Regions from separate parts of the Mus musculus genome. Here all the other regions are linked to region 2. A link is a contact called in public Hi-C and HiChIP or PLAC-seq data. All regions are on one chromosome and are shown on one strand. The core of a region is the stretch at or near the end of the contact, and the rest is flanking DNA. Distances in the headings are between cores, read along the strand shown.

The links. Hi-C and Micro-C count contacts between places; a contact is called where the count stands out from the background. HiChIP or PLAC-seq counts read pairs in DNA pulled down with a chosen protein or histone mark.
Region 1: a BATF HiChIP or PLAC-seq map of CD8 T cells shows a contact between it and region 2, with 11 read pairs. The contact joins two enhancer-like sites. A contact is called at or near these places in 4 of 484 Hi-C or Micro-C datasets (bone marrow-derived macrophages, macrophages, myeloid progenitors and 1 more) and 4 of 115 datasets of contacts at active chromatin or transcription factors (CD8 T cells, the HPC-7 cell line, embryonic stem cells and 1 more).
Region 3: a contact with region 2 is called in a Hi-C map of myeloid progenitors, with 2.6 times the contacts expected there. The contact joins two enhancer-like sites. A contact is called at or near these places in 3 of 484 Hi-C or Micro-C datasets (Th1 cells, bone marrow-derived macrophages and myeloid progenitors), 2 of 115 datasets of contacts at active chromatin or transcription factors (the HPC-7 cell line and acute myeloid leukemia) and 1 of 9 other capture datasets (embryonic stem cells).

The regions. Positions count from the first base shown.
Region 1 is chr16:92,862,611-92,867,410 of GRCm38.p6, reverse strand. No RefSeq gene overlaps it. Among named protein-coding and RNA genes, the nearest start is that of Runx1, 39 kb to the right of the region's middle. Within about 2 kb of position 2,995, at least 48 of the 459 cell types and tissues checked have an H3K27ac peak or open chromatin away from gene starts, as enhancers often do. A contact at or near this core is called in CD8 T cells, bone marrow-derived macrophages and regulatory T cells, where this site is marked.
Region 2 is chr16:92,618,572-92,623,019 of GRCm38.p6, reverse strand. The region is part of intron 6 of Runx1 (runt related transcription factor 1); the gene reads left to right. Among named protein-coding and RNA genes, the nearest start is that of Gm30224, 25 kb to the right of the region's middle. Within about 2 kb of position 2,454, at least 171 of the 459 cell types and tissues checked have an H3K27ac peak or open chromatin away from gene starts, as enhancers often do. A contact at or near this core is called in CD8 T cells, the HPC-7 cell line, Th1 cells and 4 more, where this site is marked.
Region 3 is chr16:92,799,142-92,803,466 of GRCm38.p6, reverse strand. All of the region lies in intron 2 of Runx1 (runt related transcription factor 1), which reads left to right. Among named protein-coding and RNA genes, the nearest start is that of Runx1, 25 kb to the left of the region's middle. RefSeq lists enhancers at 1,583-1,817, 1,439-1,971. Within about 2 kb of position 1,711, at least 132 of the 459 cell types and tissues checked have an H3K27ac peak or open chromatin away from gene starts, as enhancers often do. A contact at or near this core is called in the HPC-7 cell line, Th1 cells, acute myeloid leukemia and 2 more, where this site is marked.

The DNA.
Region 1 (4,800 bases), core at 1,746-4,245, 240 kb before region 2:
TGGGTCCCTGATGACAGAAGCCATCTGCTGCACCAGAGGTGAAACCATCCACCCCCGCTCTTGAAGGATGACAAAGAGGATGACATAGTTCCCACACTGCTTGAGCCATGATGCTTTCTGCTTGTTGGCATCGGTTCACCAATCCACGTGGCAGCACCAGTGCAAAGACCCTTAGGTCCCACAGCAGAACCTGACCATGACCTTTACAGCTGTGTCTACAGCCCTCACCCTTGAGGCTCAACAGTGAATCAGAAAGAATATAGGAGTTAGCAATGGTGAAAAGAAGGGAAACCTACTCTGGGCTCAGGGGAGAATTTTTTTCTCCCGTGTGGACTACCAAGGGCATGGCCAGTAGCAGAGGCAGGCAGGATGATCAATTATCTCTGGGATGTGGAAGAAATATGTGTGATTGTGAGTGCCAGAACATAGAGGATTTGATATCTAGGGAGGAAGGTCTGACTTGTCAAAGGATATTTCAAATTTGTAGAGAATACACCTGAAGTATTTTAAAATTCAACACAGATCATCCCAACTCCCTCATCTTGGGAGGAGCACAGGTGGTTTGCAGGTACATCATCCTTGTAGGATCTGAACAGGGGGCTCGGAGAGAAGCTGAGATCTGTACATCCATTGTGACCACTGACAATTGGCCTCAGAGAACGCCAAGGGGATGGAGTCTCTGGTCTCTCTTGGTGCCACTGAGTTTGGATAATGAGCTGGTCTCTTCCTCCTCCTCTTCCTTCTCCCCCATCTTCCTCCACTTCCCATGTTCTTCCTCCTCCTCCATCTCTTCTTCTTATCTTTCCCATGCTCCCCATGCTCTCCCTCCTCCTCCTCATGCTCCTCCATTTCCCATACTCTCTCTCCTCCTCCTCCTCTTCCTCCTCCTCCCCATGCTCCTCCATTTCCCATACTCTCACCCCTCCTCCTCTTTCTCCTCCTCCCCATGCTCCTCCATTTCCCATACTCTCACCCCTCCTCCTCTTTCTCCTCCTCCCCATGCTCCCCCACTTCCCATACTCTCTTTCTCCCTCCTCCTCCCCATGCTCCTCCATTTCCTATGCTCTCCCTCCTCCTCCTCTCCCTCCTCCCCCTATGCTCCTCCACTTCACATGCTCCTCCACTTCCCATGCTGTCTTTCTTCCTCCTCCTCCCCATGCTCCTCCACTTCCCCATGCTCCTCCAGTTCCCATACTCTCTCTCCTCCTCCTCCTCTTCCTCCTCCTCCCCATGCTCCTCCATTTCCCATACTCTCTCTCCTCCTCCTCCTCTTCCTCCTCCTCCCCATGCTCCTCCATTTCCCATACTCTCGCCCCTCCTCCTCTTTCTCCTCCTCCCCATGCTCCTCCACTTCCCGTGCTCTCTTTCTCCCTCCTCCCCCTATGCTCCTCCACTTCACATGCTCCTCCACTTCCTATGCTCTCCATCCTCCTCCTCTTTCTCCTCCTCCCCATGCTCCTCCACTTCCCCATGCTCCTCCACTTCCCATGCTCTCTTTCTCCCTCCTCCCCCTATGCTCCTCCACTTCACATGCTCCTCCACTTCCCATGCTCTCTTTCTTCCTCCTCCTCCCCCTATGCTCCTCCACTTCACATGCTCCTCCACTTCCCATGCTCTCTTTCTTCCTCCTCCTCCCCATGTTCCTCCACTTCACATGCTCCTCCACTTCCCATGCTGTCTTTCTCCCTCCTCCTCCCCATGCTCCTCCACTTCCCCATGCTCCTCCAGATCCCATGCTCCCCCTCCTCCTCCCGCACTCCGGGATATTCTACGCTCTCACAAGGCAGTCCTCCCAGTGATTTTCCAGACAAAGGACACCAGGAAGCAGTTCAGAGGGGTTGGTAGATTTTAAGTTCTGCTTTATGGAACAGTGGAACCTTTTAAGAAACAGATTTGTCATATTGAAACTAGGTTTTCACTATATTATTCTGCATACTTTTCATTTTCTGCCTTTTAAGTCAATACAAATATAGAACAGAATATCTCATTTTTCTACTTTTATTTTTTACAATATTTAGAGTTGAACCCAGGGTCTTGAGTATGCCATCCAAAAGCCCTACTACTGAACCAAACCCCAAGATCTTATGGATTTTTTTATTCTGACATAAATTCTCCCCAAATTACTTAGGTTGACCTTGAACTCACTATCCTCCTAAATCAGCTTTCTCGGGAGCTGGGAATTCAAGTCTGTGCCATCAGACTGGGCTCATTCTTCTACAACTTCCTGAGGATCTATTCATGAAAATTGGGTACCAGTCATGTCTCTCTCTAGGTCTTCAACAGGTCAATTCCGAGTTGTCTAATGATGACATTCCTTCTTTGTAGTGTGTGTGTGTGTGTGTGTGTGTGTGTGGGTGTGTGTGTGTGTGTGTATGAGTGTATGTTGGTGAGTGTTTGTATGTGTGTGTTTGTGTGTAAGAGTGTGTGACTGTGTGTGTGTATGTGCCTGTGTGAGAGTATGAGTGTGTGTTGATGAGTGTTCATATGTGTGTGTTTGTGTGTGTGAGAAAGTATGTGAGTGTCTGTGAGTGTGTGTGTGTGTGTGTGTGTGTGTGTGTGTGTGTGTGTGTGTGTGTGTGTGTGTAAGTCTGTATAAATGCATGGCAGCCATAGGACAGCCTTGGACATGACAAGGTTATCCACTCTCACTGAGAAGTCGTCTCAGACCCGTTACCAGTTAGCCCCATGGATCCTCCTTTTCCTGACTCTCAGTGTTGGGCTCACAAGGGCAAGCCACCAAGCTCTATGCTTTTGTATAGATTCTAGGGATGGGATTCAGGTCACACTTCAGCAGCTGAACCTTCCCTAGCACACAGCTCACCTTCACAGCTTTGCCAGTGCTGAGCAGAAACCAAGGACTCTGAATTTTCTCACCCCAGACCCAGAGAACATTTAGATGAGGGGGAAACCCCACATCAGCCACTGTCCCCACCTCTGCATCCTAGCTCCTGATCTCACCCTATGTGTGATCCTCAAGAACCAGGGTAGCAGCACCACACAGTACAGTTGGCTCATCACCATGGTAGCAGCCCCACACAGCACAGTGTTCTCATCATTACAAGGAAGTGGAGTCATTCTTTCCCAGCCTGCTTTGCGAAGTTATTACAGAAGATGAGTTGTCATTGAACTCCCACTGTTCATTTTAAATAAAGAGGAACAAAAATGAAATGTGTCCGTGTGCTTTGGGCATGGGAAGATGACTCTATTGTAAAGAACTGACCTCATGATTTTACTTGGTAACAAAACTCAGGAAAAAATTAAAACTCTTTAATGGACTGATTCAACCTACAGAACTTTTTCTTTTGTTTCCATATGTATTTGCAACAGAAATCCAAGTAAAACTAAAAGCATCAAGGAGTCACAGGCGTTTTTATTTTACATGTTTATTCTGACCTGTGATTACTTTTCTCACAGAAAATTAAATTAAAATTACAACCTGACCATTTTCTGTTGGGCAAAATGAATCTACTGCAGTAATATGAAAATTGAACCTTTGGCCAAGATCCGTTAAAACTGCCTGATAGGATTTTATTGTCTTTAGGTGAGAACTTTGATTGAAGTGATATATAAATGATATAGATAAAAATAGACATAGATGCAGATTTTGTAAAACTTGATTAATTACAAGATGGCCAAACTTATAAAGCAGCACACAAATAAGAAAAGGAAACATTGTCACTTTCCAAAACTCTCCATTTCTCCTTTGCTGCCTTCAGTGTTTAATTTTGATTGTAAACTAGCTGAAATATAAAATCACCTGGGAGATGGGTCTCCTGCATATGCCTTTGGAGGGTGGGTGAAGTGTTATCTTTATTAGTTTAATTGAGGTGAGAAGACCTGCCTACCATGGGTGGCACTATTCCCTAGGCTGAAGTTCCAGTATGTATGTATGTATGTATATATATATATATATATAACAGAGAGAGAGAGAGAGAGAGAGAGAGAGAGAGAGAGAGAGAGAGAGAGAGAGAGAGAGGAGAACATGAACTGAGCATGACATTCACTGGTCTCTGCTTCTTGATTGAGGATGGCAGGTGACCAGCTGCCTCTAGTTCTAGGTCACATGACTTTTCTGCCCAGATGGATGTGCTCCAGTCCAGTTGTGAGCCAAAATAACCTCTTTCCCCTTTAAATGCTTTTGTCAGAGTACTTTATCATAGAAACAAGTCAAGTAACTATTACAATACCTATACATAAACATGTTTGCACTCTCAGCATTGCCTAAGTGTGCATTTGGGTAAAATTTATATAGATGATGAGATAAGGTTGCCTCGACTTTCAACTTGTGACATTCCTCTGTGTACCAACAACTCGTTTATTCACTTATTTTATTGCATGGTATCCCATTCTATGATCACGCATTGTATCCATTTTTCTATTGCTTAACATTTGTGGCTATTAAGAATAATGCTTGTAAGAGTTTCTCATGTCCCTAATAATATTCCTTACATGTGGCTTTACCACTCATGTCTGTACTTCACTTATGAAAATTGCATAGCACTTTCCTCAAGATTGAAACATTCCATCCTGTCGGAAAGCCCTTAAAACCAGAAGGTAACCCATTCCAAACAGCTTCACCAAGCCCCTGGAACTGACCAGCTTGACTAAACCCCTCCCTGTCAGTCAGCAATAGAGGCCACAGAGAGTCATTGTCAGAAGATCAAAGCTGCAAAGGAGATTGCGAGACCAGACCTGGTTCTTAGAAGAAGCAGAAACCACCCGGGTTGCCTAGGAGAGGTTTAGACCAACTGAGTCATTTAGAAAGGACAGTCTTCAACCCAGTGAGCTGCCTGCAGTCTG
Region 2 (4,448 bases), core at 1,205-3,704:
GCAATTCCAAAGAAGAATAGCCACTCCTTTCTTGGTGCCTACCATCACCCTAAGGCATGTTAAGGACCCTCATAAAGTCTCAGCTGTTCACTTAATGTGACCGCCCAAGGGCCAGCTCTTACTGCATCCAGTTTTCAAAAGACAGTTGGTGCTCCCCTGAAGACCCAGCAGCAGCCCAGAGCAAGCTGGACAGAACAAGCCACCTTCTGCAGGCAGCCCGGACCAACATCTCCAACATCCCCTGACCTGAGCCACATGAATAGAGCCTGCAGTGTGTGCTACTGTCAGTACATTCCACTCTGTAAGACACCCAGAGGCATGAGGTCCTCCCGCTCGCTCACTCGCAGCTTCCCACAGGAGGTGTCAACAGCTTCTGTATGAGTGACAGTCTTGTCCCTCCATACAAAGGGCTGAGCCCAAGCTCCCAAACTAAACTACCTGGGGCCTCTGACACCTGACAGTGAATTTCTCCTCACCTTATTTAAGGGAGGAGTAAGGACGAATATGAGGCTGGAGAAGAACCACTGGGGGCTGGGGACAGGAAGTCATCTTTACCCTCAGCCTTTCGAGACTCTATAGAGGAGAAAGCAATGGAGGAGAGGATGATTCAGCAGGCGCTCCTAGGATGGCACCTGCCACATGGTGGCTGAGCCTGACTACAGGCCTAGAAAACATAAGTGGACGTCAGAGGTGCAGGCAGCTCGTGCAGTGCGGTGAGGAGTCGGGGTGGGGCTTCTTTAACAAAGTTCGGCGAAATAAGTTATCTGCAGGAAAGGACACTGCAGAGACCAGACGGGGCCTTTGGTGCCCTCAGAAGCACAGTTCTGTCTGGACGCCAAAGGCCACTCTGTCTGGAGGAGAGACGGTGCCAACGGAGAATGAGAGGTGTTATGAAAACAGCGTGTTTTCTAGAAGCGGGTGACTTATCCCTGAACCCTTGCACAGGGAGGACTCTGCCTAAATACAGAGCCCTTTCCAGACCTGTCTCAGACTGATCTGGCTGAGAGGAGAGGCCTCCCTCGTGGCGAGGGCTGAGCTATTTCCCCTGGGAACTGTCTGGCAGCTCTAATGAGGAATAGCACTTTGCATTTATAGAGAGCCTTTCATCTGTGGATCTCAAAGCTGTACCACAAACATTAATTAACTCTCACACCTGGGAGGCAGGTGAGTCTGGTTACCCCCCAACCCCATTTTTAAAAAATGAGGAAACAGAGATTTGGGAGGAAAAGGATTCTGGGGCGAGCCACCGGGGTTAGGAGTGTCCCTGATGTTGGGAATAAGCATTTCAGATTTGTAGCATCCTGACCACAAAGTCAGGAGGCCTCCCCGGGATGAGTGAGGAATTTGGGTACCGGAACAGGAGATGAAGCCACACAATTCCTTCTTCCCTTTCTCAGGTGGCCTGTCACCTCCTGGGTCTATAGATGTCATTTAGAATGGGTCCCTCAGACCCCGAAGGCCTTTGAAACAGCCTTACCAGGCAGGTCTCCATCCTGGCTCACTCTGGATGCCTCCCTTCAAAGTAACCGTTGGAACAGTGACCGCAGCCGAGACGCACATGACTAACCAAAATGTCTGCAGCCAGTGGGAGACAAATGCTTGGCAAATCCCAGGGCTCTTTCACAACCCTCTTTTCTTCCAGGATCCAGAACTGGTGGGAACTGACTCCTGTTATCACTGGTTCTCACTGGTGTGCTTAGGCGATGCTAATCCAGTGCTGGCTACCTGGGGAGTGGGGGTTGGGGGAAGGAGCTCTGGGGTGACTCCTGTCTGTTCTGACTTCTGGAGCTGTTGTGGGTTTACTGCCCACCGCAGAAGCCAAAGGAAACACTGCTCAAAACCACCAGAGGCAAGCAGCCTTTCAGTTGGGTCACCTGCCCAACACCAGGGCTGTGAAAGCTGACATTGCAGAGTGGGGGGTGGGGGTGGGGCATCCTCCAAGCATCTGGGGGCGCCACCACTTTCCTACACAAGGTATCCTGGGTCTTTCTTCACAAGGGTCCCAAATGAGAAGGTGCAAGCCTCCCCTGGGGCTCGCCCTGACACATCACCCTGGAAACTGACTCAACATCTCTGTGTCCTGACTCACATCCTGTTGTGTTCTCTGAGGCATCCGAGAGGGCATTACACCAGCTACCCATGACTGAGCTGCACTGGGAGGGCGCCCTGAGGATGACTCTGCCTTCTGCCTTGCAGAAAGAGGGGGAGTCTTCTAAGGAAAAACCCAGAACAGGCCCCTTGGGTTTATCCATTCTCAGAGCAGATTTTGCGCGTTAAGAAGCAAGTGGCCCTGCATTGCATGGCCCACTGTTTATTTTCAATGGATCGAGGGTGAACGGCTTGTTGTTTTAGAGATGCCCGCCAAATACTCAAGGAACAGAGCCCTGACTACAGCAGAGCCCCAACGTCCTGACCCAGAAAACCCAGGCTGTGAGGTCAGGTGCCAGGGCCACCAAAGGCTCAAGTGAACTAGGCTGATGTCCCCGCGTGTCCTTTCCTTGGACAGGGAGGGAGGGCACAAGGCTGAATCGGGATGCTTTGAGTTTTCGAAACAGGAACATTTATTTACTCTTCTGATTGGAGTGAGCTTCATTGATCACTTTAGATACGGCTACTTCTCTTTGCCTCGGGTGTGGGGCATTCTTTCCCCCTCCTCACCCCATACGCATTAGTTACTGGCGTTCTGGCTTTCCTTTCAAATATGTTTTCAGAACCAGAAATTTCCCTTCCAAAGCTGCCTCGTCTCCAGTCCCTAAATGTTGGTGTTTTCATTTTCATTAAGTAACTGACAGTCGACATATCTTTTCAGATCTCTTATTTGGTGGCTATGGCATCTCCAGATAATCTCCAATTTTTGAAGATTTCTAAGTAATATTTCTGTTACTGGTTTTTGTTGTTGTTTTGTTTTGTTTTTCGGGGGAGGGGAGAGTGTTGTTTGGTTTTAGTTTAAGTCCTTGTGGCCTAAGGAAATACTTTGTATGATTATGCCTTCAAACCCAAGCAGTCTTCTGTGGCCTCAAGTGTAGTCTGCCTTAGCGAGTGATCTGTGTGCCTCAGAAGAAAGGAGCGGCCTACCGGTGTTCTGTAGGTCAAACTGATACTGTCCAGGTCAGCCGAGTCTGAATTTCTGCTTGCATGGTCTATCGGTGACTGGAAGAGGGTGCTAAAGTCTCCTGCCGTAAGGATGGGTTTGTCTGCTTTTCCTTGTATTGCAGTTAGTGAGACCCTTTGTTCACGGGACACCTGTGAAGGAAAATGTATTTTTGGTTTTCCGTACTATCATAACGTAACTTATCTCTTATCCCTGAAAAGCTCCATCTTCAATCGGCTTTGTAGAAAACTTGATACAGCAACTCGGGCTTTCCTTGGATTGGTGTTAGCACAGCTTCTCCACCCTTTTATGCTTGCCCTATCTGAATCTACATTTAAATGAGCCATTTGTATGCGTCAGGTAGTTAAGTTTTATTTGTAGCTTGTTCTGACAACCTCTGTGGTAGATTTAGACAATTCACCTTTATAGATACAGTTGGATTATGATCTGCCATGGTCTAACTTTTATGCCTGTTGCACCTGGTTCTTAGTCCCACCCCCGGCTTTCCTGCCTCCTCTGAATGGAATGAAACATTTTATGTGACTTCATTTTAGCTTGTTTATTGCCTATCGGGTAGGAAAATGATTTTTTTTTTAAAATAGTTTTGTGGGAGCTAGAGAGCTGGGTCAGACATTAAAGCACTGAATGCTCATCCAGTGGACCTGGGTTTGATTCCTAGTAACCACTAGTGGCTAAAGGCGGTCTGTTAACTCCAATCCCAGGGAAATCCAACACACGATTAAGGTCTCCCTAGGCACTACAAGCATGAGGTACACAGATATGATGCAAGTAATACAACACTCATATGCATTAAACAATAAATAAATAAATAAATAAATAAATAAATATTTTAAAATTGCTTCAATAATTGCTGTAGAGTTTAAAAACTAAGCCCACAATCAAATAATGTTATTCCTTAATTGTTATATGTTACTTATATTTAAACTTTTGTTTACATTTTTAAATTTAGTGTCTCTCTCTGTGTATATGTGTGTGCCTCTCCCTCTCCTCTTCCTCCTCCCTCCCTCCCTCCCTCCCCTCCCCTTCTCTCTGTGTGTGTGTATGTGTGTTTGTGCGTGTATGTGTCTGTTTCTCTCTCTTTGTGTGTGTGTATGTGTGCATGTGTGTATATGGTGTGTATATGTGTCTGTCTCTCTGTGTGTACATGTCTGTCTGTCTGTCTCTCTTTTATGTATGTGTCTGCTGTCTCTCTTTGTGTATATATGTATATGATTCTGTCTCTCTCTATGTATATGTCTGTTTGTCTCTATGTCTGTGTATGTATGTATGTATGTATGTATGTATGTATGTATGTATGTATGTGTATGTGCCTGTCTCTGTGTGTGTGCTGTCTGTC
Region 3 (4,325 bases), core at 462-2,961, 180 kb before region 2:
CAACCTTGCCTGTGCTCAGAAGGCCACAGTAAAGTTGCTTGAACTTTTCATACCGCCGAGTCCTTGGCTTGACAGTACAAATTTCTACAGCTCACCTGAGAAACCCCAAGTCTGGGGGAGCCCGAAACTCAGTACCTTAATAGTCCTTGTAGCTTCCAAGGTCTTTGAATGACAGTCTGTAACAGGAAGCCCTGACTGTTTGTGGTGATGTCAAAATGGAATCTTGATGTAACTTCAGGCGTACACGGAGCATCTGGTAGTTTTTGTGTCTTCTCGCTGGTGAGCAGTCCAAACACAGTGGATTTCCTAGTCGGCTTCCTCAGTTCTCCACATAGGACACTGCTAATTATATGAAATTCAGGGTATTCATTTTTTTTAAAGTTCAGGCCACAGTGCTAGGCTTAATTTGAGAACAAGTTAAGCTTTGGGATCTAAAATTTGGAATCTAAATTCTGAGCCATTAACTACAACCCAGTTTCTGTAAAACTATGTCTGTGAAGATCCGCATGGAAGACACGTCTGCTTCCCGGGACAAACAGGGTTCTGGCTCGGCTGCACAGCTCGGAGTATTTTCTGTCAGATCCTACCATCTTTTGGATGAAAGACTGATCTGGGTTCTCCCGTTTCTGAAGGCGTTCCCAGCTAGGATTTTTAAAAAGATTTTATTATTGTGTGTGTGTGTGTGTGTGTGTGTGTGTGTGTGTGTGTGTGTGTGTGTGTGTGTGTGTGTTTGTGGATGTGTGTGTGCATGAATGTAGATATCTGTACTCCTGTGTGTCTGTATGTGTGGTGTGTGCATGAACGTATGTGTGTGTGTGTGTGTGTGTGCTTCATGTGTATGTGTGTTTCTGTGTATATATGTGTGTGTTTCTATGTCTGTGTGCGTGTACGTGCCTGTGTGAGGGCACATGTACTCTCGTGTCTTTATGTGACTGCAGATACCCTCAGAGGCCAGAAGTACCTAATTACTCTGGAGCTGGAGTTAGAGGCAGTCTTGGCTACCTGAGGTGGATGCTGGGAAGAGAACTCTGGTCCTCTGGAAGAACACTAAGCACTCTTCACAGCTGAGTCATCTCTCTAGCTGAGATTTTCAAATCCCTTCCCTGCTTCAAACTCCCGTTCCTTCTAGAACATAAAGAAACTCCATTTCCCATTAACAAAGTAGCTCTCATAAAACCAGGGAATAAATTCACACACACACTCTCCCATCCACTATATCCTTGTGCATCCTTAAGCATTTTCATGCTAACAGCCCTAGCACTTCCCATCTTAGGACTGGTTGGTCTGTGGACCAGAGGATCAGCACTTGGTGGCTCTCAAGTGTTCTGCACAGGCATTCAGAAGCAAGCTTCTCCATGCCCAAGCTGTCCATCCCCTTATAGTTGGAACTCTTAGCCTTGGGACCCATGCAGAGGTGGGGAGTCCATTTAAGTCTGGTGGGGGTGGGAGGTGTAAGTTCCACCCCCACCCTTCCTGACACGCTCCTGAACCCTGGCCACTGCACCTGCTAGGTTCTCACTTCTCTGGGAAGCATCTAGAAACAGGACCTCTCACCCACCCCTCCCGGCTGGGCTCTAGGGTGGGGCCCTCACTACCTCTTTTCTTCTCAAAGAGCCTGGGATGCTGACAGCCTCAGATGGAGGCATCCTGTTTGTCGAAAAATAAACCGGCAGTTGAAGCCGGGTTGCAAGAGCGAGAAAACCGCAGGCCTGCGCGCCACTGATAACGTGGGCAGCTTGCTTTTGCAGCAGTTCCTAGCTGCAGCGGCCCTGTGAAGGCCTGTGTCACCGCCTCCCTTCCTGTCTCCTCCTCACACCATCCCTCCATCGCTCCTTGCTGGCTCTACCAGCCACTTGCTGGACCCTTCAGCCACTGGGACCATTGCTTTCCATAAAAAACTCCTTAGTGCAGTGCAGAGCTGATCAGAGGGTAGCAGGGAACCCTGACGCCTGATGGGTTGCTGACACCTGGGGGGGGGGGGCGCTACGGGAGTCGGGGGAATGGCAAGGCTTGCAGACCCTGGTCTTGAACTAAACTGTCTTGAAAATGACACATTTGGAACCTAGAGTTCTTGTCTTTCTGCGTCATGGGCTATTGTGACCTGGTTTTAATAGAGGAGAGAGGGAGGGAGGCAGAGAAGGAGAAAGAGACAGAGACACGGAGGAAGACAGAGACAGGCAGAGACGGACAGAGAGACAGACAGACACAGACAGAGGCACACAGTCAGACAGAGACACACAGAAAGATGGGCACAGAGAGCTGAAATACCAGATTCAAAAGCAAAGGGGACACCAGAGTCCAGCATGGAGATAGTTTTCCTTCTTGGAGTCATGTGCCCTGGCCTGGTTCCACGATGTGAATAACTGCGTGCCCATCTTCCTTCCCCTTTCAGGGGGTATTAAAAGCTCTTCCCCATTTGCCTGTTATCAGATAAGCTAGGCAGATGAGAAGTCAGTGGGTAACCGCTGGTATGACCACAAACTCACTGGGAACCAAACAGCTTGACCCTCCGAAGCAGAGAGTGGTATTGAGAATCAACAGGAAAGCTGCCTTCTTGGCTCCATAGGACCTACTTCTCAAAGTAGTGACAGTCAGTGTGGTGGTTACAACCTATAATCCCGGCTTTGAGGAAGCTGAGGCAGGGGAATTGCAATGACTCTGAGGCTGTGGTGGACTACAAAGTGGACACAAACATACACACACATGCACACACATGTGCACACACACACACACATATATACACACACATATGCACACACACAACCACTTAAGTGGACATCTTATGTCACAGCAAATGGCATCTAAGAGCTGATGTTAAATCATCCAAGAAGGGGCCACTGAGCAACACATGATGGCATCCCCTTTATCGCCGAGGGCCTTCTGGATCCTGACACCTAAGTTAGAGTTTCAAGTTCACCTTTGCTATTCTAGAGAACACGGGGAAAAGACCACCAATACCCTTCATCACTGTCTGTGTGTATCTGATGAATAAAAAGCCAGATAAATATGTTCTTACAACAGAAGGGGGACCAGAGGGAGGGCAGTGAGGTAAGGGGATTTGGAGAGTGCTAGAGATAAATATGAGCAAAATACTATATACATATACATGCACACATACACATATACACATATACATATACATGTGTGTTTATATACATAGAAATGTCATCGTGAAACCTGCTATTTTTATGCTAACTAAAGATTAATAACAAAAACAAAATTAACAAGGTGGTTGGAGAGACGGCCCAGTGGTTAAGTGTGTGCTGCTCTTACAGCTCCCCGCACTCACCCAGCAGCGCACAACCGCCTGCAATTCATATCAGGGCACCAACGCCCTCTACTGGCCTCTTGATGCACTGCTCTCACAAGGTGCACAGACACATATGCTGGCACTCATTCATACACATAAAATAAAAGTACAGAAATCGTGGTTGGGGGGAGGAATCCAGCCTATTCTTAAGGGCTTCTAGAAAAGCCCTGTGATTTTCCCATCCCCTCCTCCAGGAAGGTCTTTAAAATGGACCTCAATTCTGCTGAGCAAGTCCCCTGAGTGGCTGGCGCTGTGCATGGCTCTCCTCTGTACATGTCTGTCCTTTGGTGTGTTTCTCCCCACGGCCTCACTCTGGAGTGGCTCTCCTCATCTAACTTCTGCTGAGATATCTGCACCTAGCCAGGATACCCAGGCATCTCTGTACAGTTGCTAGCACAGACACTGGTAATAAACAGCTTAACTTGACAATCCTGAAGGAGCAAGGATTCAGGCCAAAGAATGTCCGTGTCTTAGGGGTGGAGAGAGTGTGTCTCAGCTCTGTTGTCACATGAGATGGAGTCCACTGGGGAAACCCAGCTGTCTCGTGAGATGAGTGTAAGACGTGGGACATCCTGAAGGATGCTTGGATGCTTCAGGTAACACGGAGCCCAGTTGTAAGAACGCTAAGGAAGGGGTTGTCAGGGAGTGACCCAAACTATCTCATTACTGTTTTAACCATTTTCGTGAAAGAAGTCAAGTGGGCTTCCTTCCTGTGAAATGTTGTCATAAACATATGACAGTGTGTAGGCTGAGAGACTGATTATAAAGATATATGTCAGAGTTTCCACACTTCTAACTGTACCCTCCAACATCTTCTTCGGACAAGACACCATTCAGAAGGTGTCATTAGTGTAAAGACTCTGGGGTCTGCTCATCTGAGGTAACTTTTTGAGGTACTGAACTGATGAAAGGAGAGAAAATTCCCTTTCTTCTTTTAGGTTCCACCTGCTAGCCTCCAAAGACACTTGTCCTCTGTGGCTTCTGACTGTTCCTAAAGCTCAGCCCGGTCACTCCT